Linked DNA regions of Mus musculus: regions 2, 3, 4, 5, 6 and 7 are each linked to region 1. The links are chromatin contacts, called in public HiChIP or PLAC-seq and promoter capture Hi-C maps. All regions are on one chromosome and are shown on one strand. The core of a region is the stretch at or near the end of the contact, and the rest is flanking DNA. Distances in the headings are between cores, read along the strand shown. Region 1 holds the start of BC048602 (cDNA sequence BC048602). Region 2 holds the start of Rnf19a (ring finger protein 19A). Region 3 holds the start of Rpl30 (ribosomal protein L30). Region 4 holds the start of Pop1 (processing of precursor 1, ribonuclease P/MRP family, (S. cerevisiae)). Region 5 holds the start of Rgs22 (regulator of G-protein signalling 22). Region 6 has its middle 9.2 kb from the start of Gm22208. Region 7 holds the start of Nipal2 (NIPA-like domain containing 2).

Region 1 (3,508 bases), core at 325-2,824:
ATTGGAATGTCAGTTCAAAATTGAAAAGTAAAAGTGAAAATTTCAGGTTTGCGGACCTCGCATTTTAAAAGGAAGTGGAAAGGCTGGACTCTCAGTTCTTGGCTACTAATAAAGGTAATAGACTTCATTAAAAATCCTTCAGGCTCTGGAACAAAATGTCTATTAAGATTTGGCATAATTTGTTGAAATAAGGATTTTTACAATACATTTTTTTTGTTTACTGCTGAGAGATCACATGTCAGTAACCTAGGAACCAGGCAAAGTCAATCCAATTTATAAATAAACTTTCAAAACATTTATAACAATACTGTTTATAATAATAGCCTTTATCAGACTATCAAAATTATATGATTGGGGTTTCGTTGAATCATTTGCTAATCTACTGTTAGAGAAATAATGCAAAGATGAAATGAATTATTTAATTTATTGCCATGCTTAAATGCAGGGCCAAATTCTAATGGAGACTAGTGTGTAAACTCTGATCAGAGATTAGAAGAAATCTCCAAATCTGATGTCTTGTGGCCAGTATAGAGCCCCCAGTCCTGTGTAAATCATGGGTCCGCCTCAGTTATATGTGGTCTAGCCTCAGAGGGATAGGTTTCCCATTAAAGCAAACAGAGCCAGAGTTCGGTTTTCAAAGTGATTTGTGTCATTTTGAACAATTATTTGGCAGTGATTATAAATGACAGAATTCATGGGACATGAAGAAACCTGTCATCTGTTAATGTTTACTCTAATGTGTACGTGCATAATTCCCTAGCATAGCTTCCATTTCAAAGAAAATTCCCAGTGGCCCTATTGCAGCATGATTTGGAGATAATGTTGTTCTGGCCAAAATTAACCACGTCAGGACCTCAAAACATTAAACTTAAGATCTGTATGATTAGGGTTTTTTTTTTTTTTTTTTTTTTTTTTTTTTTTTTTTGTGGGTGGGTCAATGGCTATGGTTCAAGCAGATGTTAACGAGTTAGGCATCTTCCCAGGCTCTGCTAAACACAAAGCTTCAACCCGGTATACATGTGTCTGGTAGTGGAAGTCTACTGATCCTGTCCCCCAAACAAGGATAAAGTAAAGCTAGGTTAAATAGGTCTTTCTCTTTGGTAAGGTTAGATTAGGTTAAATAGCTTAGGAAAATTACATTGGAAACTAAATCTATTTAGCAAATGACCTTAAATTTGTGTAGCATTATTTATGAACCTCACCAAGATCCGCAGTGAACTGTCTGAAGCAGATACCTTGTTTGTTTTACTAGCAGCAACATAAGGCTCACTCACAGCTCTAGTTTATATCTGAAGTATAGGACAGCGCCAGGGCACAGCCGCCAGATTTGGTGTCTTAGTTTGAGTTTTATTGCTGTGAAGAGACACCGCGATCACAGCAACTCTTATGAAGAAAAACATTTAATTGGGGCTGGCTTACAGTTTCAGAGGTTCAGTCCATTGTCATCATGTCAGGAAGCATGGCAGCCTGCAGGTAGACATGGTGCTAGAGAGGGGCTGAGAGACAGGAAGAGGCAGTGAGCCACTAGGTCTGACTTCAGCTTCTGAGGCCTCCAAGCCCACCCCTTAGTGAAGCACTTCCTCCAATAGGGCAACACTTACGTCCACAGGGCCACGCCTCCTAACAGTGCCACTTCCTGTGGGCATATGAGAGCCATTTTCATTCAGACCGTCACATAGGGCTAGAAATATATTCTTTTATATATTTACCACTTGAACAGTACATTTTAAGTTGAAGTTTCCCCATCTCATTCTTTTCAAATTAGCCAATAGCCACCTTACTTCGATAAGGATATCATGAAGAAAATGACTGATTAAAATGTTGCAAAGACTCTGATTAAAAAATCGAGTCCACCACCGTCAGAATGTCCTCCACAGTAAGCAAACACCACTCTCCAGAGGCTACTTCTGCTCTTTGTTCTGTTAGTTTCATAAATTTGGAATGCAGCTCTTTGCTTAGCATTTGGATATGTCTCCTTATAGATTCCAATTTCATAAGTGAAGAGAATATATTTATACATCTTTTTAATAGATGTAGCATTATTCCTGTAGGGAATTAATCTTCACTGTGGACTTCCTGAGCTTACTGTCACCTAGGAGACAGACCTCTGGGTATGTCTATGACGGCATTTCTGGAGAAGTTTATCTGAGACTTACAATGACTGAGTGGAGGTGGCTGGGGTTCTAGACTGCGCACAAGGGAAAGGGGAGCGTCAGTATTTCCTGGCCTCCAGACGTGAGGAGTGGCAGCTGTGTGTGCGTGCTGCCAGGACCTCTGTTACAGCTTCCTGGCCCTGATGGACCTTCCTTCTGAACCTGAGAGTCGTTGAGAGGTAATGTATCACACCAGCAAGTGAGGTAATGAACACAGTACCCTACATGCTTGAACTTTAGTGGGTGTGATAAACACATGATAGTAAATGAGATTTATGTCTTCCTCATCTCTTTGCAAATTCTATTCACTCCTCAACGCCTGACTTAAATGCTACATCTTTAAAGTTCTCTAATCTCTCCCACCACTAAATTCTCTAATGCCCTGTGCTCTTCTCCCTAGTGCATTCATTCATCGTGTTCCAGGTGTGTAAGAGGAGTGTGTGCTCGAGCCCCACTCTCCCTAAAGGACGGAAGCTCCGCACAGTCAGCAGTCAGTGTCTTTGTGTGCCTTGAATGGTATCACTAAATGACAGAACCCAACATGTACAATCCAGTATGAATTCATGCAAATCCCTTATAAAGTTAAGTAAAAAACATATTATAAAGTTTAAAAGCAAGTAAAATTTAGATATCCAAAAATAGCTCATTGGAACTAGGGAAACTGCTCAGTGGGTAGCCTGTTTGGCTGCACAGTGTGAGAGATGGAGTTTAGATCTGCAGTACCCATGTAACAAGGCTGGCAGGAGTGGCAGCCCCCTCATAATCCCAGCAGTCCTGGGAAGTGGGGGTAAAGAATGCTGCGGCCAAGCTGGCCAGTGAGACTAAATAAATCTGCAAACTCCAGGTTGAGTGAGAAACCCTGCTATAAATCTCTGGCCTCTACTTGCACATGAACATAAATGTATATGCATTCATATATGCATGTACCAAAATACATGTGGGCATGTTTGAGCGCACACTCACACTTACTTAACTTGCTAAAATTGGTCCTAATAATTTTTCATTTGGTAGTCATTCTACAATGCTTTCTTAGTGTTGCATTTACTGAAATTTTAACATTAATCATATATCTACAGCAACACATGTAGGGATTTTAGTATAATCTTCCATGTCTAATGAAATTTATTTGCCAAGTTGTATACTACTTCTCTACATTATAAGAGCAGAAATGGATGTTAAATAAAAATGTTCCAAATATTTTTCAGAGATGAGATTAATACTTAAGATACCCTTTTTATTAGATCTTTTCTTCATTTACATTTCAAATGCTATCCTGAAAGTTCCCTATACCCTCCCCCTGCCCTGTTCCCCATCCCACCCACTCCAGCTTCCTGGTCCTGGCATTCCCCTGTACG
Region 2 (3,508 bases), core at 670-3,169, 950 kb after region 1:
ATCCAACACATTGCCACAAATATTCAAAATGAAATTCTAACATTTGCTAGGCAACAGTACAATGAACAATTCTTTATATTAATTCTAATGTTCAACCAAGGCATCTCCAAGATGAGGTATTTCATGCAGCTATTTTAGTAATGAATAGGTTTGTTTCAACTTCTAAAATAATTCTGCAATTAAAAAAATTAACCTTACTGGGGTTCTAGAATGAGAATCGATGATATAATAAAAAAATACACTCAGGCTAGCTGCCATATGCATTCTTCTTCAGAAAGACACCTTGCAATGACATTAAAATCTTTCCATGGTCACATGAAATTTAAGCTTACACTGTATAATATATATATATATATATATATATATATATATATATATATATATCTTGCTTTTGTTTTGCATAATTTGGTTTAGTAAGTCCCAAGACTTAATACCAATTCTTTGTCCATGAAATTGTATGTACCAAGTAAAGAACATTTGAAAGTAAGGACATAGCCATTTTCTAAATATTTACATTTTAATTCAATACAGACAGCTCTGTGTTAAAGAAGCTTAAGCAAGCAAATATGGAAATGACTTGAATTACAAACAGAAGCACTAGGATGTGCAAAGAGACCGGTTTATAGCAAAACCGGAAAGGGAAAAAAAGACAAGTATCTCGTCACACTACATACAATGAAAAGGGTCAAGAAATTCTGGTTAAAATATTAAATAATCAAAGACTGCCAGGTACGCGTGCGTATACACAAACATACACAAAGTAGAATGAGGAAGATCAAAATATTTTGAAGGCACCAACCACGGAAAGGCCCGCTTTCATACCTCCCGTTTGCTATCATTTTACACCAGCCTTTATAGCCAACCCTAGGTTTGAAAATTGCAGCTGCATTTAAAGGCCGTCCTATCATTACCAACATTTTGCGACATTCTCAACCCTACACAAAGTAAAGCACCAGTCGTGTATTTCTATCTCCAAGGGCGCCAACAAGCAAAAATTAAACCTTTCTTTTTCCCATATATAGCCTTCACCATTCTCTTCCCTCTTTTATTTGCTGCCCTTGTCTCAGGATTAACGAACCTAAACCACTTCTTCCCATTAGTGGAAATGGAAAAAGAGAAGAGAGCGACAGTAGAGCGGAATCCCAGACCGAAGGAAAAACTGGCAATTCAAAGTGGTGGCCTCACTCGGGGTGAGGGCAGGGAAAACCCCAGACGTGGAGTCCGGAAGACCCCCGTTCATCCCCAGGCTATACGGCTTTCCGCGCCGGTGCCTGCTTGTGTGCGCGATCTCCGCTCCCGAAGGAGGCGGTCATCTCCCCGCCGCCCTCCCGGGCCCCAGGCGGCAGGCTTCGGGGGCGAAGTCCGCGGCGCCCAGTGTGCGGCGAGGCCCGGAAAGCGTCCCGTTAGAGGCGATTTCACCCGTCAGGAATGCGCTCCGCCCCCGCCGCCTCCCCACGGCGGCCGCCCTCGGGTCTCGTCCGCTCCGCCGCCCCGGAACGCTCGGGGCAGCGCCGTGGACAGTCACAACACCGACGGGGCCACAGGCCCGGCCCCCCACGCCCCGGCCCGCACCCCGGAGACGGCCGCAACGGTCTCCCGGCCCCAGACCGAGGCCTGAGCGGCGCCTTGAATCCCCATCCGTAGGGGAGCCGCCCGGCTCCCGCGGCTCCGGCGCCTGCCGTACCTCAGCTCCTCAGGGCGGCGGCGGCGCGGGGCGGCTGGCGAGCAGGCCCATCCCGCGGAGGCAGAAAGCGGAGGCAGAACGGAGGACGACTTTTCAGCACCGCCGCGGAACCTTCTCAGCTAGGGCGAGAGCTGCCGGTGGAACGGTTGCGGGCGGCCGCTTTCCCGAACTCCCCTCTGTGACTCCAGTCGGACCGTCGCAGCCGGGAACCAACACAGCAACTGCCATTCTCCCCCGCCCTCGCCCCCAGGCCCCGCCCCCTCCACTCCCTCCTGCCCCACCCGGCATAGCCCCGCCCAGCGCGCCTTGCGTCTTGGCGTCAAGCCCCGCCCCGCCCCACGTCGACCAGCCGCGGTTATCTCTGGGACGCGGTGGTTCCTTGGCTCCAGCACGTTCGCCTCGCACTGCGCGCTCTCGCCGCCGGCCCTCCCGCGGGCGGCGACTTACTCGGAACGCGCCGGGCAGTGGGGCGGGAGACGCCCTTCTTGTAACCCCGACCCCGTCTCCGTGAGGTGATAGGAAGGGACGGCGGGAGCCGCGTTCCAAGTGGAGCGCTTCCTGAGCGACAGGACCCTGACTTAGCTTTTCAATCCTTTGTTCACCTGCTTGATTGGCAACCCTCGGGAGAGCAGAGCCGAGTCGTCCCCAAAGAAATATCTCAGGTCTTATCAATGTCTGATACAGTAGGAGTTACTTTGGCCCAGCCTGTGTCTTCCATTCCCCTCCAGCTTTTGATCCAGTCGGACACCCTTTGAATTTTTCACCTACATAAGACTTGGTATAGAGTTAGTTAAATAAACAGATCCCTTTCCTGTCCTGATCCCATCCTCTCCGTTTATTTCTCTTGGGGACTTAGATCATTTCCTTAGAATCCTGAGAAATGGATGTGATGGATGCCAAAATGTCCATCCACCATCTGTTACTTAATCTAAATATATCACTCGATCCTTATTTCAGTGTGTCTAAACTAGAAACTCACCAAGGAGCCATATTTTTTCAAACCCCACTTGGCCTCTTTGGTAACACAGTAAATTTTTCCCAGTTAGAAACAGGCTAGGCGATCTAGGGCTAAATGTCTTTGACCATACATCTTAAAGGGAGTAAGTATGGATATGATTTCCATTTATTGGAAGTTGAGAGCCATTATGTGTATACCTTAAAATGCTATCAAAAGGCTGCATTCGATGCCCAATAATCTACAGGACACTTTAAGCCTACGGATAGTGCAAGAGTAGCTTTGCAGTACAAATGGAGTAATGACTGGTAAGGGTTTTGAGTAAAGAATTGTGCAGAATAACAGTGGTCCTGTACTCTCTATAGTCATCATAGTTCTGAGAAATTAAATTTCTGTCTTCCTAGAAATTGGAAGGGTCTGCTGTTACTTACTAGTCCAATATGCATATCCTGAGAGAGATATACCTGAAGGACATCTCCACTTGAATCTATGGAGGCATCTTGTATTAGATAGTTTTATCTTAACATGAGACAAGCTAAAGTCGTTTGAGAGAAGGGATCGTCAATGAAGAAAACACCTCCATGAGACTGGGCTGTAGGAAGCCGTAGGACATTTTAATTAGTGATTGATGGAGAGACAGCCCACTGTGAATAGTTTCATCCCTGGGCTGTTGGTCCTGGGGTCTATAAGAAAGCAGGATGAGCAAGCTATGAGGAGTAAACCAGTAAACAGCACCCCTCCACAGCCTCTGCAACAGCTCCTGCCACCAGGTTCCTGCCATATTTGAGTTCCTGTCCTAACTTCTTTCGGTGATGAACAGTGATATGAAAGTGTAAGCCAAATAAACCTTCCCCAAGTTGCTTCTTGGT
Region 3 (3,508 bases), core at 407-2,906, 890 kb before region 1:
AAAACTAGAAAAGGGTATAATAGACATAAAAAAGCCAATGCTGGCCTGGAGATATGGTTCACTGAAAGCTTGTACTGCTCTTAAGAAAGTTCAGTTTCCAGCATTCACATCAGCCACCTCACAACACCAGGAGAATCTCGTGTCAGCAACAAGTATATACTCCATTTTAATCAAACGAAGGCAAAGAATAATAGGAAGGTGGAGTGGAGGGTCAGAAACCTAAAAAAGTAAGCCCTCTTAAACCACCTACTATACAGTGAATACTACATAAGGGCTGCTGATAATATTACCCAAAAAATAAATACTTCAGTGCCAAGTTAAAGGATACAAATTGTTAAGATTTGAAAGTTCCACAGAACCTTGAGCTTAGAATGTGGCCCCACATACCAACAGTGCTCCAAAGTGCTTATGAGAAATGAACTTGAAGCTCCAGCCTGGACCCACTGAGTCTGAGCTTGTAATTTAGTAATGAATGTCTACGCTGCCACTATGAATCGACTGGCAAAGGTTTAAAATAAGACCAAACATTCCAAACTCTGCCACTAAGTATAGACACCTACATAAAAGGCTGAAGAGGTGTACAATTGCCATAGAAAAATCAAGGAGCGTATACTACACAAGCTTCTTCAGCTTACTTAAAATACTTGTTAGGTTCGAGTTAAAATAGTTAATCAAGAATGAACGTGTTCAGAAAATTGGACCCTGCCAAATAGGTGATTTCATGATACCATCACCTCCATAATCCAGCCAGAATTTTTCTAAACTAAAACAGGCACATGAAGCGGAGTGTTAACACTTCAAACCTTGAAAAATTCGGGATCGGGCTTCCCCCAGTCTGCGTGTATCATTTGTATACCTCCTGTCACACAACGTGCCTCAAAGGTACATTTACAAAAAACACACACAAAGCAAGGTCCAAACATCAGAAAGCAACCATCATTATTCTTCTTCCCAATGCTGGATACTGCACAGTGAATTTACAATAGGCTGCACACATCCAGGTTCCCTCCATTACCTCAAAGCTGGACAGTTGTTGGCAAGGATAACCAACTTCGCTTTGCCTTGTCTGATCATCTTCAGAGTCTGCTTGTAGCCCAGCACGTACTTCCCACTTTTCATAACAAGTTGGAGCCTAGAGTTGATCGACTCCAGAGACTTTTTCTACAATGCAAACGTTTGAGACTTGAACACCACTTGCAGTCATCTAAAACCAAACTCAGTTCCAGATTTCTGGAACTGAACCCTTTCATGATGTCTGAGACCATACAAAGAGCCTCTCGGATTCACTTTGAGACCCTGAAACGTCAGCGACAAGTCGTCCACCCAGTGTGCTCAAATCTATCCGCCCCGGCCCGACCCAGCTCTCCACGTGAACCGGCTTCCGGGCCCGATCGGCTTCACTCACCGTCTTCTTTGCGGCCACCATCTTCCTGCCTTAGGTGCGGGACAACCCCCAACCTAGCATACACAGAGGACAGAAGAGAGGATTATAATCCAGAGCGTCAAACACCAGCTAGCGGAGCTCCCCGAGCCGCCTAATCGTTTACCCCGCAGAGCTCACTCACCAACACCAGCCGCCAAGATGGCCGGGGAGCGAGAAAGGAAGGAGCTCCCACAATGCAAAGCTCTTCTAGGCCGACAGAGGATTGTGGGACCGGAAGCGGAAGAGAAGCCGGTCCGGGTCACAAGCAGAACAGCGCTTGCGAGAGTAGTCTGCGGTAGTTGGTTGCTATGGGGACCGGGTTACAACGCAGGCTGGGCTGCTGCGGCGTCTGGGCTCCGGCCTTCGGTTCTGGGCGTTTGTTCTGCTGCAGCGGGCTGACACCGCGGAGAGCCGGAGCTCGATGGGAGCTGACGACGAGGCCCAGGGCTCCGTGGCGAGGCGGCAGCGACCTGGCCTCTCCTGGGCTGGTCTCCGCCTGACGTTGTCTTGGGCGTGCTCCGGAAGGACCCCGGGCCGCCGGTTTACCCCGTGACTGCTCACCAGGAGCGGAGGCATCTCTGTCCACCCGCCGCTGATCTTCCTGTTTGCCGCTCCGTAGGACACACACCCCTTTTGCGGCGGTTTTATACCGTGTACTTGGGAGCCTACTTTGCACAGGGACCACAATTGAAAAAAAAAAAAAAAAAACCTGGTGAAGTGGCTGACGGGTAAATGCGCTTGTCGCTAAGTAGACGAATGAGTTCCAAACCCACGTGGTGGGAGGGGAGCGCCAAGTCCAGCAGGTTTTTCTTTGGCCTGCGCTTGAATGCTCACATACGTATACAGAAGTAAAGAAATAGTCGCAATACGAATAATTTAAAAAATCATTTTGCTACGAAACTTGGGCCGTTGTATAAATGTAGCATTCAAGGAAAAAAAAAAAAAACCTTGAAAGCCTCTACTATTTACGCACTAGCACCAACGAAAACCCAGGGCTGTTGAGATTGTTCAGTCAGTAAAGTGTGCTTGCCTTGCAAGCGTGGGGACCTGCATTTTATGCCTAAACCTCTCTGTCAATCCCCAGCCCCCAAAAGTCTGGCATGGTTGTGCACACTTGTAACTCCATTTGTGGAACAGATTCCCCAAGGCTGGCTAGCCAGCCAACCTAGTCTAACCTGTCAGCTCCAGGTCTCAAAGATCTTGTGAAAAATAAGGTGGACAACTACCGAGTAAGTACCCAGAAGTTGACCTGTGACCTCTGCCCAACTGCACAAGCACCTGTGCCACCAAATTTATATAAGCATGAAAAAGGAAACCCAGGGTAGTAGGTAAGCTGTATGGTGAGTTACTTTGCCCTGGAGGTTAGGAAAGGGAAGAACAACCCTGCCTCCCCTTAATTAAAATAACTTTAAAAACATCCATGAGTCATGCGGGTCGAGATGATCTATACCTATAATCCCACCCGGAGCTGGCAATCTCTGTGAGTTGATCTTTTGGAAAAAGAAAAAAAACGGAAACTAAAACATATTACTTAGCCAACACACACACTCTATGAGATAGTAACTGTGTTATTCTCACATTTTTACAGCTAGTGTATTACAGAAGTATGAATAGAACCAGGCCTGCAAATTAGGGTTTTTTGGTTTTTGTTTGTTTTGGTTGAGTCTTTTGAGACAGGATTTCTCTGTCTGTCCTGGAACTCACTCTGTAGACCAGGCTGGCCTCGAACTCAGAAAATCCAGAAATTTTACATTAAAATTTATTCAACTGTTGTGGCCCATTTTAATGTGAATTTGACCAAACGGTAGTGTTCAATTACCATACTCTTTGCTTTAACATTTAGGCATAAAGTACTTAGGATGGTACAAATCCAGCTAATTGTCTTCTATTAATCCAGTTTTGTAAACATAGTAAACTTTAAATGAACTTTAACAAATAGCTCATATGATTTAAATTCAAAGCAATAAGCCTAGATTGGAGTTGTGACATTGCTGTTTAACATGCTACCCTTACCCCACCCACCCCCCTTTTTTTAATCCTGTGCTTTGCTGACCTGTTTGGGATTTTTTTTTTTTTTTTTTTTTT
Region 4 (3,508 bases), core at 415-2,914, 830 kb before region 1:
ACTTAAAGGTAGTTAGTTGTCATAGTGCCTGTCATGTAACATTTGCTACATTACTGCTTCTTTTCCTTTTATAGGTGAAGGCCTATGTCGGATTACTTCTTACACATTTTTGAATCAGCTAAATACTTGGCATGCACTACACATCTTCTACAGTACTAATGTTGCAGCCGAAGAAAATCTTCAGTTTTGATTGACAGCAAAGAGACACTGTGTCAGAAATGACTTTTTCAAAAGGAATTGGCTCTAGATACGTTTTAGTGAAGACTTAGAAGTTAGAGAGGAGAAAGTTATATAAGATACAATACAGTGATTTTTAAAGCTGAGGTATTTTGAGGAACAAGGTTTTAAGTTAAGTGTGCTGGTCTTCACGTCAGCACTAGGAATGCTCAAACAGGAGAACAGCAGGTTCTAGGTTAGTCTGAGCTACAAAGTTAGTCTGTCCTTCATAGCACCCACAGAAGGAAGTGAAAAGAAAGTACCATTTCTATTTAAAAGCACTTCTGGTAAGCAGAGATAAATGCCAAAGGGTAGTTTTTATTTTTCCAGTACATATATGGTTAGCTCTAGTATATAGGATAATCTCAGAAGATCACCTTTGGTGTTACTTGCATTTGATATTAGTGGTAAATAGGCATGGATAAACCATTCATAAGCATCATTGCATTCCTACACGTTATAGAAGCCAGAGACTAGGATAGACATACAGGTATTTGCTGAGTACTGTCCAAATGAGACAAGCATATCTTGTAAATTAAGAAAGGGTTAGATCAAACTTCATGCTAGTAAAAGAAGCCTGTCACAGAGGACCAAACAGTGTATTATACTTTTTATAGCAAACGTCTTTAACAGATAAACCCTATAGTGATGGAGAGGAAATAAATGGGTGGTTGTAAGGAGCTGGGGAAAGATGCCATGTGGAATAAATGCTAATGGTATAAACCTTATTTTAGGTTGGATGTAAATGTTTTGAGAATAGAAAGTGATGATGGCTACACAACTTTTGGGCATAGTAAAAGCCACTGAATTGAACCCACTAACAGAATGAGAATTCTATGGGTTGTTTATTCTATCTTAATAAAATTGTTACAAAAACCAAAACTAGAAGCCACCAAGACGAAAGGCAAGGGGGTTGGGGTGATGCCACTTCTAACCAGAGAAAGCATGTAGCAAGCTCGCCTTCGGGGCCCCGGCAGCTCCAGATGGGGGCAAGATCTTAGGAGTGCAAGTTTCTGGTAGCACCAGGGCTCCCCCATTCTCTGAGGGATTTGGATACACTGTACTCTTTCTGAACTTAGTTTCTTCGCGCGTTCTAAGACTCTCTTTTGCTCGGACCAGCAGGGGCCAAAGCTCCAAACTTGCAACACTGCACCTACCTGGTCCTTCAGAGCTACAGTAAAAAACATTACCTGTAGGGACCAATGGCCGCCGGGGCTTTTGTGGTGCTGATCACCTTTCTGATTATGGACGACATGCTAATCCTTCCCTCTTGAAGACCCTCCAGAAGAAGAAACGATGGTAAGTAACTACACCCACTCTTGTCCACTGACCAGACAGCCCTAGGCAAAAGAGTTTTAGTTCAGGGACAGCCCCGTGCGAATTCGCACGGCCCGATGGGAATTGTAGTTTACAAGCGACTCCGGGACACGTGGAGGAAGAAGCCGTGCTGCGCACGCGCCCTCAGCCCGCTCGCTCACCCTCTGTGGTGGGAGCTTCTAGGGATCTCAGAACCTTGTCATTCTTACCGGCGAAGCCCTCGGAACTTTTGGCAGGTTGGTGGTGAGGCACTAATGCTTAGCCGGGGCCGCCAGCTCGCGGGGGCCTCGCGTGGGGGCTTGCCCACAGTGGCGGCTTCGGCTTGCGGCGCTTTTCACTTGGGGAGGTCCATGCTGCCCGGGCGGGCCCTCTTGCAGTCCAGAGCCTCAGGCTCCTGTGCTCGTTTTTATGCTTATCGTTGCCCTGCCAGGCGGAATCCCCTCTGGGAATGCGCTTGTATCCCTTTCTGGGTACCGTAAAGGACAGGGATGGGTCATTCCGGGGAACCAAGCAGAGGTGTGGGTTGTCTGCCTTTCGCCATCCCGTGCTTCCTTTCTATGCATGATCGCCTCAAGATTTGAGCAGACCGGGGTCTGCTTTCCGGAGGCGAGTCATCTTCTCCTAGCTCACGACTTCAGCTTTCTCACTAACGAACCTGGGTAGATAAGAAGATGTACTAATTAGTAACTGATAATATATCATAAGGAAGTATATTTAAAACAATTCTTTAGTGTAGCTGGTATAATTTTGCCTTTTGAGAAAGATAAAAACTAATTTTTACTCTCTAAATAGATGTGTGTATGTTTATTTTTTCATAAATACGAGTTTTGGTAGAGTATTTGATACTGCAAGACATAAAGCATCTAAAGTGGTTTTGTTTGTTTGTTTGTTTGTTTTGTTTTTGTTTGTTTGTTTTTTGAGAGGGTTTCTCTGGATAGCCCTGGCTGTCCTGGAAATCACTTTGTAGACCAGGCTGGCCTCGAACTCAGAAATCTACCTGCCTCTGCCTCCCGAGTGCTGGGATTAAAAGCGTGGGCCCCCACGCCCGGCTTTTTTTTTTTTTTTTTAGAGCTGATTTGTTGTTTGATTTTTATAATAGTCAGTGATGAGATGCTATTTTGCCTAAATATGTAGTACAGTCGGAACTATAATTAGGGCCAGTTGTTGGAAAAGTCTATCTCAATCCCAAATCCAAATTAATGATTTAAAAAATATAAAATTTAACCCAGCAACTCAATTTCAAACTAGTTTTTTAAATCAAACAATGCAGCCCAGCACAATCCAAAGACGTGCGGCATGAGAACAATTTAAAGAGAAATTTAGGCCTGTTTTTATATCATTGTTTCCTTTTTTTTCTTTTTCTTTATTTAATGTACGAGTGCTCTGCTGCATATATATCTGCCTGCCTGAAGAGGATATCAGATCCCCCTATAGATGTTTTGTGAGCCACCACGTGGTTGCTGGGAATTGAACTCATGACCTCTGGAAGAGCAGCCAGTGCTCTTAGCCTCTGAGCCATCTCACCAGCCTGTATAACATTGTTTCTTAAGAGCATAAACCTGTATGTACAGTAAGAACACTGGGTTCATAACTTGCCTGGGATCTTGGCTGAGCTGTTTCAGGCAGTATTTGTTGGTGTTGTATGGTGTGTAAGCATGGGATGTCACTGCTGAACTGTGGCTGTAGTGACGTCTAGGTAGAGCACTGCCAGAAACACTTTGGATTCATTACACATTTGACTTCTGAATTGTTCTTGCTAGATTTTTCATCACCTCACATTCAGCTACATGACCCTATATGGGGTTGTGATCCCCAACTGGAGAAGCTCTGAGGCTACCTACAGTTCTCATGCTGTGTCAGAAGGAGCGTAGTTGCGGGCTAAATGTTTCTTACCTTGTTAACGTTTGCTTTATAGTCAAAGTTCATGTATGTGTGGATATGAATATCCAATACTTGTGTTGTTTTGATCCTGTAC
Region 5 (3,508 bases), core at 279-2,778, 810 kb after region 1:
CCACCTCCTACTACTCCTACTATCTGCTGACTTAGCCTTCTCTCTTATGTTAGCCCCAGCTAGACTGTTAACGTTTTTGAGACTTAGACCCAGTATTTAGGACAATACTTTGAATACACAGTCACTCATGTTTGTTGAATGAAAAGCCAAAAGTAAATAGGATAATCAGTCAACAAGAGAAGTGGGTGCTAGAGTATTCACATTAGTAAATACTGGACGCGCTTTGAGCTCCAGCCTCAACGGTGGTAGGAAAAAGGGTTGCCTCTGTGTCTGTCTGTGCCCTGGGGCAAGCTCCTCGTGTAAGCAATATGCTTTCTAGAAGAGTCTCTAAAGACAGCACTCTCCCAAATGATAAATAGATTTGGCAAATATTTAGTATGCTCAATTTCTCCAAAATTCTGACCTGAGAACAATGTCTAGAAAACAATTTAAACACTTACAAATAGATGACTGGTTTCTGTTGCTGTTTTTGTGTTTGTCTGTTTTGGTTGTTTGGTTGATTAGTTTTGGGTTTTTTGGCTTTGTTATTTTATTATTTATTGATTGACTGGGTGGTGTTGTTGTTGTTGAGACAGGGTTTTTCTGTATAGCCCTGGCGGTCCTGGAACTTGCTCTGTAGACCAGGCTGGCCTCAAACTCAGAGAAATCCTCCTGCCTCTGCTGGAGTTTAAAGACCTGAGTGCTACCATGGGGGTGGAGGTGAGGGAGGGCTGGTATTTTTTAAGACAGGATCTCACATAGCCTTGAATTTGCTATGTCACAAAGGATGACCCCGACTCCCAGCCCTTCTTTCCCATCTCTAATGCTGGGGTGAGCAACTTTACCTACTAATGTTTACTGCAACCAGGAGCTGCCCTGCACATCACAACAAAGCCATGGAGACAGCCGGCCTGCCCCCATAGGGACAGCAAGGGTACGGAGAAACTACATGAGGTCTTTTACAGAAGAAAGCTTTAGCCCGAAGAGAATGTAAAAAAAAAGACCCGTTCTCGCCACTGTGTACTCACAAACTCTTCTTCTGTAACTTCTGGCGGCTCTGGAAGGAGACAAAACGTTACCTTTTCGTACTCAGATCTTCCTTTTAGACTAACTGAAATCATCTGCGACAGCCCCTGGCGCTACTGTATATACATATATCCCGGGTGAGCTCAGTAAAATGTTCATTATCCGCACATGGATTACATTTTAAGGTAGGATTCCAGGTGAAGGTGGGGAGGAAAGACCTTTGGACTTTGGCTTGGGACCCACTGTCACCCCAGAGCTAACCTAAGGCCCCCATTTGCAAAAGGAGAGCTTAGCGTGGTTAGCGCACAAGGTAATAGCGACTGCCCTGGGGGTTCGTATAAAAGGCAGGGAGCTGGGGCTGGGGACCCGGGCTTGGGCTGGAGGCTTGGGGCTGGGGTCGAGCGCGGTCCGGGTGCCCGAGCACTGCGGCAGGGCGCCGGGGCCCACCTACCCGCCGAGAGCCGCTTCTCCGGCATCCTGTCGGGGGAACCCAGCTGCCCGGCCCCGCTGTCTGGGGAGCGACTGCCGCCCCACGGCACGCGGCCTGGGGCTGCCCGCTGTTGCCATAGAGCTGGACAAAGCAGAGGCGCCTGGGCCAGGGGTGGCGGCTGGGGAGCGGCCGTTACTGTGGAGATCGCACGGCTCCTGGTGGGGAAGGGCTGTTGCGGGGGCGGGGGGAGCAGATCCTCCCACAGCGAAGGACCGCAGAGCCAGGCCTCAGTTTCCTTAGGTCAGACGCCTGTAGCAAAAGGTTTTTCATAAACGCTGACCACTAGGAATTACCCGAACTGGGGACCACAGATTACAGTTACCCTAAAATGTGTGTTCAGGAAAGGAGTTAGGAAAACAGAGCCCTGTGTACTGTGGCACACACCTGCAATCCTAACAGTTAACAAAAGAAGGCAGGAGAATAGAGTTACAGCTTGTTCTCAGTTACTAAGAGTTTAAAGCCAGCCTGAGCTACAGTAAAGCAAAACCACAAACAAACAAACAAAAAAGAATTTATTTAAATAGAAAAGATAAAAATTTAAACACAATTATTCTAAATACTAAAAATATTTATGTCCCAAAAATAATTTATGTCCCCCCCCCCAAATTTGTGTTTTAGTTGAGATAGGTTCTCATGTAGCCCAGGCTGGCCCTGAACTTCTGATCCTCCTGCCTCCACGTTGCTTGTACAGGTTTTGCAGGTCTTTGCCCCAACCCTGGCCAGAAAATGAAGCTCAAAGTCCCTGTCTGGGAATGGGTATGACTTGGGTGTGGAGTGATAGGGTGGGGTATAGCTCCTGTTAGACATTTGCATTGGAAATACTGCTTCCTAATTGTTTTATAAAACTTATCCCATTCTGTAGTTCTGAATTTCCTCAGTGGTACCAAATAAACCCCAAAGCTAACTGCTTGCCCCTTCCCAGCAGTACTTCCAATGCAAATGTCTAACAGGAGCTATACCCCACCCTATCACTCCACACCCAAATCATACCCATTCCCAGACAGGATCTTTGAGCTTCATCTTCTGACCGGGGTTGGGGCAAAGACCTGCAAAATCTGTACTAGGAAGGTGGAGGCAGGGGGATCAGAAGTTTAAGGCCAGCCTGGGCTACTTGAGAACCTATCTCAACTAAAACACAGATTTTGGGGGGGGACATAAATTATTTTTGGAACATAAATCTTATGACCGTTAAATGATACATCTTCCGAGTAACTCAAAGTTTCCCCCTAGAACTTTCCCTCCAAACCCCACATTCAGGTAAATACTGGATTCAGCCAGTTCTACCTTAACATATTTCTGCATTTGGGCTCTGCTCTCATTTTCCCAAGAGCACCCACACACAGCCTTAGCGCTAGCTCCCATCTGGTCTGCTGTAAAAGCTTCCTAACTTGTCAGTCTTCCAGGCTTAGCTCCCAGCTAGGAGTTCTCTTTAAATCCATTATCCATGCTGAAAGCAAAACCAGCTATCTAAATGCAAATCTGACCTACTTAAAACCCGCCAGTGGCTCCACATTTGACTCCTCAGTGTGGGGCAGGTATTTGTGTGCCCTTAAGACAATGGGTGCCTATATTTCAAGGAAGCAGACACCTGCTCCCTGGTTGTGTTTATTGCTATTGCAGTATGACACAGGAAAAAGACCTAAGTGAAGTGTTTGTTGCCCTTGCCAGACAAAATCCGAAAGCCAAATGAAGCCAAGGGAGAGCAGTGGGAGGGAACAGAAGTGAAGGGAGATGGTCCTCGTGGGCTGCAGCTTCAGCTGCTCACTTTGGCTGCTGCTGTGCAGAGGATGTAAACAGCTCAGCTCCAAGCAGGTACTAGCTGATCTGATGGTGGCCAGGCAGCACGGCTTCCAGGTCTCACATCTATATTTAGGAGGAGAGCTGAGGGGCGGGAGCAATGGCTGGGCAGTCGAGAGCACTAGAGGGTTCAAGTCCAGAACCTGCATGGTGGCTGAGAACTCCAACTCCAGTGGTCCCACCACCTCTTCCTGCATGGATGTAGTATACACGATC
Region 6 (3,508 bases), core at 488-2,987, 790 kb before region 1:
GGGGAAACAAAACATCAGTCCTGCCAGCGTGGCGTGGAGTAGATCTGCAGGCTTCCAGCGACCTCACTCAGGCACTAGTTTGTCAAAAGTGGAACACTAGGCTTGTGATCCATGTCATACAACCACACTCTCATCAAGACTCCCATTTTCCTTTCTAGATGAGGAAGCCAACACGGAGAGAGGCCACTGACCAGCCAGCCAGTAGGAAACAGAACTCAGGCTGTCCTAAGTCACACACACACATTGTGAGATTTACCAGGCTTTCTACATCAGAGTCATGCAGGTGCTCCAAAGCACACGAGAGTCACACACTGCCTTGTGTCGAAATTGCTCAAGCTTTGGCGGCCAGAGAAGACAGTTTAGGAGTCCGGTGCTCAGGCTGTCGGGGGAATCTGGCTTCCTTTGTCCTGGGGTTGCTTTGGAGAGCCACGGAATCCTGATAGATTTATTTTCTTTGCTTTCATTTTGCCTTGATATACTGGTGATATTTATGACTCCAGCACCACCCACATCATTCATCTTGCCCTTGTTAGGTGTGTGTGTGTGAAATGCCTATGATTACGTCTGCCAATTGGCCCACTCATGCTGAAAATATTCGCCAAAACAAGACAATAGCACACAGCCACCTCGTACCCTGAAGGGACGTAAGGTGCTGTGTGGCACCTTCTGAACCCTGCACTCCCTGGAGCTGTAGCCTCTGCTCATGCCCTACCCAGTGTGGGTCTTCTGGGCCAATAATCACTGTAGTCTTCTAATCTTGTCCATAAATCACGGGCCTGGCTTCCAGGCCTTTGTGGACATTGTTACTGGATTCTAGCAGGGATTAAGTTCCTGCTCATGTGATAGAACCCAGCCAGCCTTTCCATCTGTCACCAGTCCTTTCCAGGGTTCTGGTTCTTTGCTGGTCACCTGGGACCCTCACTGCAGATAGTTAGGGAGCACTCGAAGGGTATAGATTATGGGATGACAAGATGTCAGCCTGGGCAGGTGATTTGGATTCTCTTGTCCCACCTGGACATGGAAGAAGCTGTGTCCTAGAGAGTGGACAGCATGTGTCTAAGTCACTTAGCCACATAACACAGCTTCTGTGTATGAATTGAAGCCAGAACCTCCTGACGCAGTGGGCACTCCTCAGGACCAGGGTTTGGAAAACATGTGCCTTCTTCCGTCGAGAGGATTGCTCACCCATAGTAGATGTGAGCTGTAAACTGTGCTAGATTTGGATCTTTGTCATTCTTTCTTCCTCTTTGGATCATTTCAACTTTCTCCCAGTGGGTCTGCAACTCAAGGGGCAGAACTTTCAAAGACCTACTTGGGATGACGGCAAGATCCATAAAGATGGGCTTTAAACCCCGCCCTTTTCAGACTGAAGGACCTTGGGGGAAGTTACTTAAGCCCTCAGGTCCTCAGTGTCCTTGTCAACAATGGAGATGGCACTAAGGCTCCCTTCATCCCCCTCGCTGAGCTGAGATAGAATAACAGAAACTTAAGTGCCTTGTGTTTATATTTGCTAAGTGCTTGCATGTGCCTGCCAGGGAGCTTTAGCGTAGTTTATATGGATTATTTATTTTAATCCCCATAGCAATTCTGTAAGCTGTGCAATCTCTTATTTTGCAGAAAGGCTGCAAAAGATGCTTCACTGAGCAAGTCCACCGAAACAAAGTGATTGTCTAGGGCAGCACAGCAAGAGAGTGGCACCTAACAGATGGCAGTCACCATCCTGGCCAACATGCTCCTTGGTAAAGGCTTGTCACAGTCCGTCATTTCCCTTTTATCTCTCTCAGATATGACCTCTCATTAGCAATCTGTTGGAAGATGGACACTTAGCACACAAAAGCTAAAATAGATAGTTATTCTGAGATGTTATGGGGTTGAACATGGCCATTTGGGGACCCTCCAGAGTTGTCCACTGAGAACATGCAGTACCCAAGTATAACCACTGGGTGGCAGTATGGACCAACAGTGACACTCCCAGAGGTTCAGTCCCTAGAAATTAAGGGAACTACTAGCCCTGGAGGGATGTTCCCTGGAGCCTTCAGGCAAATGGGAAGGGCAGCTGCTTCTTTAGATTCAATGGCTGTTTGTGGAGCTCCAGCTGCAGACCAGGGCCTACACTCAGAACCAGGAGATGTAAGGTTTGTTGCTGTCCCCAGACACTCTCTTCCATGTGGAAAGGCTCCATCCAAATGATGAGGAAGAAAGTAGGACATTATGCTAGACCTAGAAAAATAAAAATTGAATTTGCTATACTAAGCTCAAAAGAGACGCTAGGTGTTTGACCCTAGATCCTCGCACCTTCTCTAGCTGCTCTCTCCGAAGCAAAAGAGACTAAGAGGATTCAGCCTTTAGGAATGCTCTAATGACCATATCCCATCATTCACAGTTAGTCTCTCTCATCTGCCCCGGGAAGGTTCTTTCAACTTCACACCGCTGCCAGCATTGCTACATGCCTCCACACTGGCCTCTTCCCTTCTGACTCTAACCTCCTGTGTGTACATTTACCACATTATACAGAATGGTCAGTTTACACAAGTGCCTCACTGAACTGACTGAAATGTCACTGGGGGCAGGCAGAGTCCCTGTGCTCAGCACCTACAGCCTGTCAGGAAGCAGGGAATCCCCTGGGCACCCGCTCCATTTAACCGAGTTACTGGATGGAAAAAGGACACACATGTTTTTTTAGCAGTTGTTACCCACCTCAGGCCTGGCACAACCCTGTGCCCTGGCATTATAGATACAGGGATGATGGATACATAGATGCCACGACAGACAGACCTGAAGGTCTCAATGGCTTTACACACCCATAGGACTTAGATAGCTGTCTCCCATCTTGATACTACACCGTCTAGAATATACCTTTCTGAGGCTGCTTTCTGGCTGTCTCTGGCTGCTGTGAATAAACCCCACAGGTTGGTCAGTGGCTTATCAGACACTTATTTCTTATTGTTCTAGAGGCTGGGAGGTTGACGATCACGGTGCTAGCAGACTTGGCTCCTGGTGAGATCCCTCTTCCTAACATTCATACCCTCAATTGTAAGCTATATTACATCCCATTTTGAAGAAAACAGGGAAAGCACACTTACTGCACTGTGTGATTGAACGTTCTGCTCTCTCTCCTTCCTTCCCTTACAGACTTCCCACCCTCATGACCTCACCTGAACCTGACTGCTACCCAAAGGACTCACCACTCAGTGCTACCATGTGGGGTGAGTGTCAGGGCTTCAACGTGTGTGTGCACATGCACTTGTGTACATGCGTGTGCACCCATGTGTGTGCGTGCGTGTGCGTGTATGTGTGTAAAAGCTCACAACCATGTTGTCAGTATCAACTTCAACTTCTATGGAGTGGTTTTAGTCGAGCTGTACAAATCCAGAGGTGATTTGCTTACAGCTAAATCTCCCAAGCTGGCCTTGTTGGCCTTCCAACAACTAAGAAAGCACTGATTTGCCAGTCATTCAAGTGAGCCATCTCGAAAGGGGACCATGCAACCTCTGTTCAGCCTGGATTT
Region 7 (3,508 bases), core at 577-3,076, 650 kb before region 1:
AATCATGAGTTGTGGGGCATGGGGGCTCAGACCTCACACTTGGTTTTTCTGAAGTGATAGGCCATATTCAGCCATCTCTCTCTTCAGTTAGTATCAGAAAGGAAAAGCTAGATTCCATTTATTTTTACTGTCCTGGACAATACTAGTGGCACTTGATAAAATGTTTGTTGAATTGATTTTAAAATTCAATTTGTACTTTTCCTTGAAACAAAAGTAATTGTCCTTTCAGCAACAGCAAAAGGCTAAAATACCATGGCTTTTAAGATGGCCTAACTCTGCACACTGATGAAAAAGGCTGACATCGTCTTATCTCAACCAACTGCAGCTAACGTGTCAGTTTAGGAGTTCCACTTAGCATCTTCTGGACACACCCTCCTGATGTACAACTGTGTACTATAAAGAGCAAGTTAAGCCTTGCAAACATCTGTGTCACATGATAATCTGTGCTTGGGAGAGCCAAGACAATCAAGAATTCCAGGAAATGTTTAAGAAAACTAATGACTACATAAGTTCTCTAGTGAAAACAATGGTTTCCTGGTTTGGATGATGCCTGGGTGGGTCACATCTACTAACTCTCTAATATTTTACCAAGAGCAGACCATTCATTCTTAAACTTATATTGGAAATGTGTCTACTACAAGCATAACATACACTAAGGAAAGTCTCTTCTTTGTAGTTCCACAGTGGAAGCAAGGAGAGTCAGTCAGTGTCTGAGCAATGCCCCTGCCCCATTTTGTTATCTTTTGTGACATAACAGTTTTAAAGCCATAATCTTTCCTGTGTTGAACATTAAAAAGATGATCTAAGCTTATTTATTCGTTATACAAATCACCTCCAAGTTCAGAAACAAACATTTAGGATACTTTTCAAGCATAAAAAGGATCTCTTTGATTAGTGGTTAAATATCCCACTGAGGACAACAGTAACAAAAATTTATGGCCTTATTCTTGCAAAGGAAAAAAGATCTGTGGCTTTGTTCATGCACAAGAACAAAGTAACAGGCTTAGGAAAACTAACGCAAGCCTGAAAGATCAATCACTTGCCCCACTTAGAGGAATATAAATGCTAGGGAGAGCTTTGCTTCTCTGCCTGATCTTAGGGCCAGCAGAGGGGGTAGGGGACACCTCCGATCCTCTTTGATGCTCTTAAATTTATATTGCCAGCATAAACCCGTGGTGTTTGGCTGACAGCAGCGAGCAATGAAGTACTGCAGCTGAGAGTATCTGGGAAGGTTGATGCTGAGATTGCTGGGACCTTGGAGACACAACTCTGCACAGAATTGACATTGGGAGCCCCTTAATGAGTTTCTGCTTCTGAGAAGGGTAGCACCATTTTTTATTTTTTAACTGTGAAAGGAAACTGGCCTGAAAAATAAGTGGAAATCCACCTCCACCGCCTTGCAGGAGGGGAAGAAAGCTGGGGGAGGCGAGGTCCTTGGGGACCCAAAGGCCCAAGAGTGAGACCAGGGAGCAGCCTGGGGGTCTGCTGCTCCGCCGAGGCCGGGAGGGGGGAAGGGGGCGGAGGGGATGGGTAGCCAAGTGTCAGCGTCACGTGTCAGCTCTACCCACTCGCCCAGTCGCGAGCGCGGAGAGCTGGCAGGAAGGCACCGAGGCCTGGCGCCTCCGCGGGGCCTGCGTGGAGCTGGCAGGCGGCGCGCTGTGGTGCGCGGGCGGCCTTACCTGGTTTCTGCGATACCAGGCGCTCGACAGCGAGCCGTTGCCCGGGCCTGGTGCCCAGTATGTGAAGTTCCGAGACAGCTCGTCTAGGACGGCCGAGGCGTCGTCCTCGGGGGCTGTGCGCGCCGGAGCCGCCATGAGGACTGAATCCACGCGCTGGGACTCGGGCGCGGCCCTCCCGTCCGTCCTCCCGCAGCCGCAGCCACTTCCTGCCCGGCGACCCGGCGCCGGCACCTGGCTCCTGCGGCACGCAGGTGAGGTCCGGGCTCGGCCCAGTTGCCGCCGCTCCCTTCTGGGCCCCGGTGCCTACACCTGTCAGCGCAGGAATGACATCATCTCTTTTGCCTCTGGGATCTACTGTGCACAAAGCAAATGTTTGTCCAAGTGCAGGGAGAAAAGGAGCTATCCATTAATCTAAAGAGTGACCGGCACCCTTGGCAGTTCCAGTTCGCGCGTGTAAAAGGTTTAAAATGTTCCACATATGGAAAAAAGAAAAAGCCATAATCTCCCTCTCCCCAATATTGGGCACATTGTGAATGAAGAGCCCAGCCACAGAGTGACCATTAGGAACTATTCGAAGAATAGAGAAGAGATATCCTATGGCAGCTGGATAGGCTGTCAGATAAGTTCATAAAGAATTGCTGAAACGTTGTCAGCTGCCCCATATGGTGATTTAAGTTGAGTCAGAAATGCTAAGAACAACCTTAAGTACGCATACTGGATATTCTAGTCTGACCGGTTTTAAACTCGGTTACACTACAAATGATCTTTGTCTTGTCTGTCACTTTGAACATTCTGTGATTTTTGTGTTATTACATGAAGTGTCTACACTGGGAATTTGTTTTCAAGACACTGAGACTCTTTAAGCTATGCACTTTAAAGATAGGGGAGAGAGGAAACAAGACAGGAAGAGAGGAGAGGGGAGGGAAGGAGAAGAGAGGAGAGGAGGGAGAAAGGAGGAGGAGGAGAGGGGGGATAGAAGGAGGGAGGGAAGAAGGGAGAGAGGAAGAGAGAGAGGGAAAAAGGGACCTGGGAGAAAGCTGTGATGATTTCTTAGGGGAAATATGTAAAGCAGAGAAGAGAGTGTAAGTCATTTCAGACGCAAAAAAAAAAAAAAAAAAAAAAAAAAAAAAAAAAAGGCAAGTCGTCCTGACAGTTGTGTTGGTTCTTGCTTGAGTAAACAAAATGTTAAGTCAACAATTAATAATTGTAGCTAACTATGTTCAATTTAAAGAAACGAATTTATTTCAATTAAATACCCCAAAGAAAAATCAATTCGCTATATAAATTTCATTAATTTCATAAGTATATGGTGCTATAAATCGAACCCATTGCCTTTAGATGTTAAGCAAGCACCATACCCCTGAAACACATGCCTGCTATGTGATTCTAGGACACTCCCATCCCTCAGCTCTGCCATGCCTGGGATCCGCATACTCTTTAATGGAAAATGGTTGTCCAAGAATCGCCAACCTCCACAACCATCATCTCTCCTCCTTTGACCCCATTGGCTGGGAATAAGTCACATGCCTAGCTTTACTTGCCAGAGATTTTGGGGCATTTCCCTCCTGGAGAGTAGTATGTGAGGATAGATGAGGAGGGGTGGCAGAGGGGAACTGGCAGAGCTTGGCACAATCACTCCTGAGTATTATCTGTCAGCCAGATTGTAAGTAGGCATGCAGGCAGGCTCTAACAAGCAAAATACTAAACAGATCGACCTTCCCCATCTCCAGGGACGTTCACAGGTTTGTGCCTGCTCTGTGAGACCTTTATGATCAGGCCCCCATGCTCTGTTGCTCACAACTCAGAAGCTTCTTCACTTCTTAACTTAG

Evidence for each region. Promoter capture Hi-C pulls out the DNA fragments that hold promoters and counts their contacts. HiChIP or PLAC-seq counts read pairs in DNA pulled down with a chosen protein or histone mark.
Region 2: a contact with region 1 is called in a promoter capture Hi-C map of hippocampal neurons, with 4 times the contacts expected there. The contact joins the promoter of Rnf19a here to the promoter of BC048602 in region 1. A contact is called at or near these places in 3 of 39 promoter capture datasets (hippocampal neurons, liver and stem cell-derived epiblast-like cells).
Region 3: a promoter capture Hi-C map of hippocampal neurons shows a contact between it and region 1, with 3 times the contacts expected there. The contact joins the promoter of Rpl30 here to the promoter of BC048602 in region 1. A contact is called at or near these places in 3 of 39 promoter capture datasets (hippocampal neurons and liver).
Region 4: a contact with region 1 is called in an H3K4me3 HiChIP or PLAC-seq map of embryonic stem cells, with 3 times the contacts expected there. The contact joins the promoter of Pop1 here to the promoter of BC048602 in region 1. A contact is called at or near these places in 1 of 39 promoter capture datasets (hippocampal neurons), 2 of 115 datasets of contacts at active chromatin or transcription factors (astrocytes and embryonic stem cells) and 1 of 9 other capture datasets (pancreatic islet).
Region 5: a promoter capture Hi-C map of liver shows a contact between it and region 1, with 25 times the contacts expected there. The contact joins the promoter of Rgs22 here to the promoter of BC048602 in region 1. A contact is called at or near these places in 17 of 39 promoter capture datasets (the 3T3-L1 cell line, 3T3-L1-derived adipocytes, the SN4741 cell line and 11 more), 2 of 15 datasets of contacts at CTCF or cohesin (embryonic stem cells and large pre-B cells), 18 of 484 Hi-C or Micro-C datasets (the N1E-115 cell line, bone marrow-derived macrophages, cardiomyocytes and 11 more), 9 of 115 datasets of contacts at active chromatin or transcription factors (craniofacial prominence, embryonic basal ganglia, embryonic forebrain and 6 more) and 1 of 9 other capture datasets (adipose tissue).
Region 6: a promoter capture Hi-C map of hippocampal neurons shows a contact between it and region 1, with 9 times the contacts expected there. The contact joins the enhancer-like site here to the promoter of BC048602 in region 1. A contact is called at or near these places in 8 of 39 promoter capture datasets (the C10 cell line, cranial neural crest, frontonasal cranial neural crest and 4 more), 1 of 15 datasets of contacts at CTCF or cohesin (large pre-B cells) and 2 of 115 datasets of contacts at active chromatin or transcription factors (embryonic stem cells and stem cell-derived neural progenitor cells).
Region 7: a contact with region 1 is called in a promoter capture Hi-C map of hippocampal neurons, with 5 times the contacts expected there. The contact joins the promoter of Nipal2 here to the promoter of BC048602 in region 1. A contact is called at or near these places in 8 of 39 promoter capture datasets (the 3T3-L1 cell line, the C10 cell line, cranial neural crest and 4 more) and 1 of 9 other capture datasets (embryonic stem cells).

The regions. Positions count from the first base shown.
Region 1 is chr15:35,326,961-35,330,468 of GRCm38.p6, forward strand. BC048602 (cDNA sequence BC048602) reads right to left here and starts at 1,575. Exons shown (of 3, transcript NR_045280.1): 1 at 1,420-1,575. Gm33584 (a long non-coding RNA gene) reads left to right here and starts at 2,030. Exons shown (of 3, transcript XR_383923.3): 1 at 2,030-2,332; 2 at 2,554-2,643.
Region 2 is chr15:36,281,228-36,284,735 of GRCm38.p6, forward strand. Rnf19a (ring finger protein 19A) reads right to left here and starts at 1,920. Exons shown (of 10, transcript NM_013923.2): 1 at 1,685-1,920.
Region 3 is chr15:34,441,620-34,445,127 of GRCm38.p6, forward strand. Rpl30 (ribosomal protein L30) reads right to left here and starts at 1,657. Exons shown (of 5, transcript NM_001163485.1): 1 at 1,566-1,657; 2 at 1,406-1,458; 3 at 1,016-1,161. The coding sequence starts at 1,426.
Region 4 is chr15:34,493,647-34,497,154 of GRCm38.p6, forward strand. Pop1 (processing of precursor 1, ribonuclease P/MRP family, (S. cerevisiae)) reads left to right here and starts at 1,665. Exons shown (of 16, transcript NM_026340.3): 1 at 1,665-1,769. It overlaps Rida (reactive intermediate imine deaminase A homolog), which reads right to left and starts at 1,600. Exons shown (of 6, transcript NM_008287.3): 1 at 1,407-1,600. The coding sequence starts at 1,471.
Region 5 is chr15:36,138,872-36,142,379 of GRCm38.p6, forward strand. It overlaps Rgs22 (regulator of G-protein signalling 22), which reads right to left and starts at 1,529. Exons shown (of 28, transcript NM_001195748.1): 1 at 1,457-1,529; 2 at 1,008-1,036. The coding sequence starts at 1,481.
Region 6 is chr15:34,539,209-34,542,716 of GRCm38.p6, forward strand. No RefSeq gene overlaps it. Among named protein-coding and RNA genes, the nearest start is that of Gm22208, 9.2 kb to the left of the region's middle. Within about 2 kb of position 1,738, at least 14 of the 459 cell types and tissues checked have an H3K27ac peak or open chromatin away from gene starts, as enhancers often do. A contact at or near this core is called in hippocampal neurons, where this site is marked.
Region 7 is chr15:34,676,880-34,680,387 of GRCm38.p6, forward strand. It overlaps Nipal2 (NIPA-like domain containing 2), which reads right to left and starts at 1,827. Exons shown (of 11, transcript NM_145469.5): 1 at 1,680-1,827. The coding sequence starts at 1,814. It overlaps 4930413F20Rik (RIKEN cDNA 4930413F20 gene), which reads left to right. Exons shown (of 4, transcript NR_045883.2): 3 at 1,164-1,322; 4 at 1,699-2,325.